Regions from separate parts of the Sus scrofa genome. Here region 2 is linked to region 1. The links are chromatin contacts, called in public Hi-C maps. All regions are on one chromosome and are shown on one strand. The core of a region is the stretch at or near the end of the contact, and the rest is flanking DNA. Distances in the headings are between cores, read along the strand shown. Region 1 holds the start of DEDD2 (DNA-binding death effector domain-containing protein 2). Region 2 holds the start of RPS19 (40S ribosomal protein S19).

Region 1 (3,909 bases), core at 1,326-3,825:
CCAGCCTCTTCCAGGCCCAGCCTCCAATTCCCAACCCCTGAGACAAATGCCTGCCCCACAGGGTACCTGAGCTCCCCAGCAGTCAAAGCCCACATACCCACTCCCTCAGAAACACCTCAGGCCAGGATAAAAGACTCATCACCTCCCAGGGCCACCCCAACCATAGCTACAGCAGCTCTAACTGTCAAGGTTATTCTGTAAGCAGAGTTCTGGTCAGGATTCCTGCAATGCTACCCCTAGTCAATTGCCCCGGTTCTTCCTAGGCCCCCAGGGGTAAGCAAGCCTCTGCAGGCTGCTTAAATCCTCTCTTCCACGGCCTGACCTCCAGATATATTTTTGCAGCAATGCCCAGTTCTGCCCTTCTCCTGGTTATCCAAATCCCATGGGCTTGCCCTGAGCAGGGAAGCTCACAAGCACCCTCCCCGAACTAGCCACAGAACCTCTAGCAACCCAGCCAAAAGTGCAACAGTTCAGAGACTATGCACACAAGGGGCTCCCATGCCTTAAACCCTCCCAGCTCCTCTCCTTCTCATGACCGCTGTCCTCTAGGAGTACTCCCCTCACAAGAACTAAGGGCATCAACTCTGGAGACAAACCAGCAGGGTTTTAATCCTAACTCCCACTTCCTGGTCTGCAAGCTTGTGTGTGACATAGCTTCTCACCTACCTCTCTCTGTCCTTACTTAGATCTCTACTCTTGCCACACTGGCCTCTGATAATGCCAAACTCGCCGCTGTCTCAGGGCTTAAAAGCCTGCCTTTCCCTCTGTCTGGAATTTTCTCCTCTGAGATTTATGCACCATGGCGGCTGTACAGCCTCAGTTCAAATGTCATCTTTTCAGAAAGGTCTTGACTGGTAATAGAATCTTAAAAGGGCCTCCCTTCACTCTGAGGCACTCAATTCCCCACTCTCTCTCTCTCTGCTCCACCACTTTGTTTCAGTCTTCCTATAAACACATCTAAAAAGTAAATCCTTCATTTGTCTTAAAGTCTGAAACCCCTACTAAATGTAAGCCTCATAGAACAAACACTTTTGTCAGCCACGTCACGCTGTATCTCCTGTCCCCTCTTCCCCATTCTCTAGGCGCACAGAATTTAATTATTTTATGTAGGCAAGCTGCTTAACTCTTCTGAACCCGTTTTCCCTATACAGTGGGAACAGTGACAGGACTTCCTCTTAGGATTACCAATAGGATATAAGGTAACAGTACATATATAAGAAGGGCTGACCGCTGTGCCTGGCATGAAATAAACCTTCCGTGAACAGTGGCCACAAACACTGATATTGATGCGGCCAAACTCCACAAGCTCACCCCTCCCAATGCCATGCCTCCTCCCGCTTATGTTTCTCTTTGATACCCAAGGGGGAGGAAAGCGTGAGATGGGATGTACATTGTCCGATATGGCACTCCCCACATCTGGCAGCAAGGCCCTCTCCCCACCGGAAGTGTGTCACCCGCCCAGTCAACCATACCTGGCCGGCGCCGCTTGCGCGCCAGGTGCGGCAGCAAGTCGTGGCGGGCCAGCACGCGCAGGAGTTGCCCCAGCAGCCGCAGGTTGCTCTCGTCGCACTGCCCGCGGCGCTCCAGCTCCAGCAGCAGCTCCAGGCCGCTGCGGGCGCGGGCTAGGCCGCCGGCGGCGCCTGGGACCTCGTCCAGCAGGAAGGCTAGCAGCTCCAGCTCGCACTCAGTCAGTTGCCCGCCCACCACCTCGAACATGCGGTGAAGCGACAGCATCCCGTAGTAGTCCAGGCACTCATCCTCCTCCCAACTCGGGGCCGGGGTCGACCCGGACAGCGCCATACCCGGGGGAGAGGAGGCGGAACCAGCTCGGAACGAGGGCCTAGAACCCACACAGCGGGGTCTGTGGTCAGCTACGCGGGGGCCTGGACCTCACTGCCGCCGGTGCGTCTCTCCTGCTGCGTGCCGCCGGGCAGGGCCACCCTCAAGTCCCAGCCGTGTTAGCCTCCCCCTTTTCCTACAAGAGAATGGTATCGCCCGAGGTCCCCTAGTAACAGGTCGAGACGCCAGACCCCACTAGTCCTCCAACCACTCCGGCTGGCCAAGCCCGAACGCCCCTCCCCGGGTGGTATGTTCCAAACAAGCCTCCGGACCCAAGAGATTCATTCGAAACAAGCCTGGGGACCCAACGCACGGCACCTTTCCGACTGCCCTTTGACTTTGAGTACCAATGTCCGGACATGCCCCTTGACTCTGTCCAGTGGTACAGTCCGATCAGCCCCACAGCTCCACCTAAGTGGTGCCGTCCAAAAGTGACCCTCTGCCCGGACCAAAGCAGTCCTTCGCTCCACACGGGTAGCGCAGTCGGAACCCGAGCCCAGAGCCCCGTAAGGGCGGTACCGCCCTCTCCCCAGCACCCAGGTTGGTCCAGTCTACCGCCACCAGTCGCTCTTAGATCTCTCTAGATCCTCACCGAATTCCGGCGTCTGAAGACTCCTGGGCGATGGCCACAGCCACTTGTTTTGGATCTTTCTGGCACCTTCTCTATTATTACGCCTGCGTCACCTCGCCCCTCCTCCTTCCCCCAACTCGCGCAGGTGCGACCGACACGCCCCCTAGGCGCATGCGCAGTGAGGCTTCCAAGCCCCTCCCCCCGGGACTGCTTCCCCAACTGGAGCGTTTGCACCGCCTCTGCTGCGCCTGCGCAGACCGAGAGCTGTTCAGCGTCTGAGCTGCTTCTGGGACCCCTTTGCAGGATTGCTTCTGCCCGCGGCATAAGCCACGGATTCTTTGTTCCCCCGTGTCACGACCTGTTGAAACTACTAATGTCACGGGCTACAGCTCCCTCCTAATCATGACCTAGGCTCCTACTTTACCACTGCTCCTGATGCCCATGGCGAAGGACCACAATCACGACCGTCCTGACTCCAGAGTAGCACCTAGACCTTTTATGATAGGGACTTGGACTCTCCTCTATTAGACTGCTTCTTACTTCCGTTGACAACCTACATCTCATCTGGGCCACCTCACCATCCCAACCGGAATCTCCCCTCATCCAACAGAAATCCCCCATCTATAAGTTCCTTCCCTGATCAAGACCAGGACTCCCGCATCTCATGTTAGGAACAAATACCTCATTCCTGATTGCAATTGGGTCCTCCATCTCCATTCTGCACCTTCCCATGGCATCCATCACGATTCCATTAGTCAGACACGCCCTCTCCCAGCAACTCAAACTCCCCTCCTATAACCTTTTCCAATCTCTACCCTCCAAGGTCACAGGGATTCCCAATACCTCCTCTCTAACCTGCACCTATGAGTTTTACTCTGGCAAGAGAGGTCTCTATCAAAAGAGCTGGTGACTGGAGTTCCCATCGTGGCTCAGTGGTTAACGAATCCGACTAGGAACCATGAGGTTGCAGGTTCGATCTCTGCCCTTGATGAGTGGGTTAAGGATCCCGCGTTGCCCTGAGCTGTGGTGTTGGTCGCAGACGCAGCTCGGATCCCGCGTTGCTGTAGCTCTGGCGTAGGCCAGCGGCTACAGCTCCGATTCGACTCCTAGCCTTGGAACCTCCATATGCCCCAGGAGTGACCCAAGAAGTGGCAAAAAAGACCAAAAAAAAAAAAAAAAAAGTTGGTGACTGAGCGCACATGGCACGCCCTGCCTCCCCCACTTATGTGACTCAAAGTTAGGGCTGGCACGCCTTGAAACAGATCTCCTTCCCCAACTGGTTCCCCACCCCCGGAATTATCACCCCCTTGAGAGGTGGGAGGGCTGGGTTCTACCTGGCATAAGCTCAGCACTAGCTCTGCTTGGGCTGCAGCAGTGACCTCTAAAGAGTCCCTTCCTCTCTCTCCAGTGGCAGCTGTCATCTACTGAAACTCAGCCTTGGGCTGGACACACAGTTGGCCCCTAGTAACTGAATATCATTGAATCAACTGACAAGAGAG
Region 2 (3,729 bases), core at 409-2,908, 300 kb before region 1:
CTATCCTGACAGAAAGAACTTGTTCAATTCATTTCCCAAAGTGAAAATCAGTTATTATTCAGTGACTACCACAAATATCTACAGACTTGGATTTCTTATTATGTCCAGATAAGAAAGAGTGGTAGAAGGGAGACAGTGGTTGATTCACTAATTCAATAATTGCCAGGTATAGACAGAGAGGAGCACAGACTGAAATACCTACAAGGCTAAGTGGATCGTATCAATAAGTAAAGGAGGCCAGAGGAGCCCTAGAAAACTGAGAAATGTATACCCTACCTATGGAGGCAGCTTCCCTTTTGGCCCTACCGCACTGTTGCCAGGCAGGAACGTGGGCTCAGTATCGCCATATCTTCTGATTTTTCAGTGGAAGCTGGAAGCCTAGATTTCTTTGTAAAACGTCTTAATTTTCAAATGTTGGCTGTTTTCTTGTTCTTTTTTGTAATCTCTAATTCTTTTTTTTTTCTTTTTTTTTCTTTTTTTTTTTTTTTTTTGTCTTTTTAGGGCCGCACCCGCGGCATATGGAGGTTCCCAGGCTAGGGGTCGAATCGGAGCTGTTGCTGGCAGCCTACACCACAGCTCACTGCAACTCCAGATCCTTAACCCACTGAGTGAGTCCAGGGACCGAACCCGCAACCTCATGGTTCCTAGTCGGATTCATTAGCCACTGCTCCACGACGGAACTCCAGTAGTCACTTTTTTGTTTGTTTGTTTGTTTTTGTTTTGTTTTGCTTTATCTAGGGCCACTCCCACAGCATGTGGAGGTTCCCAGGCTAGGGGTCGAATCGGAGCTGTAGTCACTGGCCTATGCCAGAGCCACAGCAACATAGGTTCCGAGCCGCGTCTGCAACCTACACCACAGCTCACGGCAACGCCGGATCCTTTAACGATCGAACCCGCAACCTCATGGTTCCTAATCAGATTCGTTAACCACTGCGCCACGACGGGAACTCCAGTAGCCACTTTTAAAGACGGCAAATAATGGGGATCTCAGTGTCTCCATTTCATTTTTTTTTTTTTTTCCTTAATGGAGTGACTAAAGCGCTGAAAAGGCAAGTGGACTGACTAATGCTGCACCGGTCAGTCAGGTAAATAAATCTAATTGGGCAAGATAAACCTAAAGATTCTGGTACTAGGAGGTAGAGCTGAATTCGACTCCGCCTCCTTGCCCATGCCCTTATATGTTCCTCACCTCCAGTGTCTCCTTCCCACTCCGCTCTCGCAGGTCTCGGCGAAGCAGTTTCCGCCCTAAGAAGGGTGGAGCTTCCGTCTCTGCTCTCGCGAGTACTGCTAGTCAGAGAAGTGAAGGTGGTGGCCACACTTCTCCCCTGCCCCACCTTGGACTCCAGGTCACAGTTCCGCCCTTACTAGCCCCACTTCCGGCCAGCCAAGCCACTACCAAAAAAAGGGTCATCCCGCCAGGGACGCCAGCGGCGGCGATTGCTCTCTCTTTCATGCCCACCCAACTTCCTATAATTTCTGCCAAGAAACACAATCTCCTCCGCCGTTCGTTCCATCCACGATCATCGCAAACAAAGCCAGATCCCTCCAGCTCAGGACTAGGGCGGGGAGAAACAAGCCTCCACCCTCACACCACGCCCTCCCACGTCTCAGAGGCGAAGCCCTTTTTGCCCTGAGAGAGGCGGAGCTGCTCGTTCGAATCCCACTCTCGCGATCTTTCGGAACTCTCGCGATAACAGTCGCCCGACTTGTGCGCCCGGGAAACCCCGTTGCTCCCTTTCCCCTGGCTGGCAGCGCGGAGGCCGCACGGTAAGTCCGGTTCTCTGGTCCTAGTTGGGCGTGGGGAGTTGGAGCCCGACTCCCGAGCCCGCAGTTTGTGCCTGAGGGCTCCGGAGCCCCCGCGCGAGGGCCACCCCGCCCCCTGGACCCGCGGCCACGTGCGAGCTGCAAGCCCGGGCTTGTCTGATCCGCGCGGTCCGGGAACCGAAGCTGGGCCTGGCGGGGCAGCGGGGAATACCGGGTGGGCCTAGAATCAGGGGCTGGGGTCGTACAGCGTCTTCACAAAGAAGCAGGTAAGCAGTGTTCGTGCGACCCAGAGAGAACGTGGGCGTCGGTGAGCTCTAGGACTCACCGGCGCCGCGGCCTGTAGGGCCTTCTGAAGTGAAGGGAGTGCGGCGGTTTAGGTCGCGTTGGGGCTATGCTCCTGTCAGTCCACTAATCGTCCTTCAAAAACTTGATCTTTTTTTGCAGATGCCTGGAGTTACTGTAAAAGATGTGAACCAGCAGGAGTTCGTCAGAGCTCTGGCAGCCTTTCTCAAAAAGTGAGTGTGGGGACTGGTGTTGAGTAAGTGGAAGCCATCGTCTTTGCCTGAGCCCTCAGGCTCTCTCTCTCCTGGCTGGGAAGGCCTGTTGAAGGTCTCTTGAATCCACCCTTTCTCCATGAGGCCTGGATTGAATTTCAGTCCCTTTTTATTTGGGGGCACTTTGGGCTCCTGTTTACCCCAAGTAGTGTTGAGGAGAGGGAATTGGATGGAGTTTGGAGACTGAATTGTGCCTTTTTCCGAGGTCCGGGAAGCTGAAAGTCCCTGAATGGGTGGACACTGTCAAGCTGGCCAAGCATAAAGAACTCGCTCCCTATGATGAGAACTGGTTCTACACACGAGCTGGTGAGGAACTGGGACCTTTGTTTGGCTGGGGAGTGGGAGGCTAGGTGTCTTCTGTAAGCTCTTAATTTCCCTGAGAAGTTACTTTTGAGTCTCATTCATGCTTTATGTGGCATTCAATAATTTTGTATTCTGGATTCCTGTTTTCTTCATTACTAAGAGATTTTGTGTGAGGATCTGTACTTTTCTCTGAGCCTTGGGGCAAATCGGGGGGGCGAATGAATTTATATATTTTGCCTAGAGATGGTTCATTTTAGAGAGCGGCACTGTTCTTTTAAAGTCTGGAGTATGTTCTTATGTTCAAATCATCATACTAGACTACTTTTCTGTATTTAACAAGTTGTTCCTAACTAATTGTTCTGAGATCTGACCAGGTCATTCCTTGCTGTAAATCTTGGCACTTTTCAAGTGCAGAGAAGAAAACCTTACCCTCACCCTATACTGACTGCCAGTTCCTCTCTCTTACTTTGTTAGTCCTCCAGTAATAGCTTGAAAGAATTGCCTTAAGTGGTGATTGCACAGTGGTAGTACTGTCTCACTTGTCTTTAATGTTTTGCATTTCTCCAAGCTGCCATCCCCATGGAGGCTTGCTTTGGGAGAGGGGGTGGGGTTCAGCACTGGATTGTGCCAAGGCAGCTGCCTCTGCACAGGCCTTCACTAAGGGCTCTTGGCCTTCCTCTGAAGTGGTGGTCGTGTCCTGACCAAAGCTTGTCTCCAAGTGGGAAATAGATGGAAAGCAGAGTTGGGAAGTGGGGGGGGGCACAGAATAGCCTTGCAAAGAGTTGGCCTTGGCACAAATTGCCCAGCATGTGGGAAGAAATATTTTGTAGATGGGTGGTCTACTCTTCTAAGCCCTGGGCTGGGCACAGGGGCCAGCATGACTCAGCCACGGCCCCTGACCCGAGGACTAAAAGGTGAAATCTGAGTGGAGTAGGGTGGATAGCAAATCCACTTACCCACATTTGTGCTTTTAGAAAAATATGGCAGGTGAAGAGGAGCTGAGTTGACTCACTTGGGCACAGCAGTCAGTAGTGATGGGGCCTGGACAAGACCACCTTGAGAAGAAGCAAGGCTGCCTGGTCCTGAGTGTTCTTTGGTCCTGCCCCAA

What was found. A called contact is a pair of places that touch in the nucleus more often than the background predicts.
Region 2: a Hi-C map of liver shows a contact between it and region 1, with 5 times the contacts expected there. The contact joins the promoter of RPS19 here to the promoter of DEDD2 in region 1. A contact is called at or near these places in 1 of 5 promoter capture datasets (liver) and 2 of 47 Hi-C or Micro-C datasets (embryonic fibroblasts and liver).

Annotation. Positions count from the first base shown.
Region 1 is chr6:49,709,614-49,713,522 of Sscrofa11.1, reverse strand. It overlaps DEDD2 (DNA-binding death effector domain-containing protein 2), which reads right to left and starts at 2,575. Exons shown (of 6, transcript XM_013988629.2): 1 at 2,432-2,575; 2 at 1,473-1,975. The coding sequence starts at 1,800.
Region 2 is chr6:50,008,064-50,011,792 of Sscrofa11.1, reverse strand. It overlaps RPS19 (40S ribosomal protein S19), which reads left to right and starts at 1,658. Exons shown (of 6, transcript XM_005655906.3): 1 at 1,658-1,767; 2 at 2,209-2,279; 3 at 2,524-2,624. The coding sequence starts at 2,209. DMRTC2 (doublesex- and mab-3-related transcription factor C2) reads left to right here. Exons shown (of 8, transcript XM_021094461.1): 8 at 1-481. It also overlaps a transcript of LYPD4 not described here.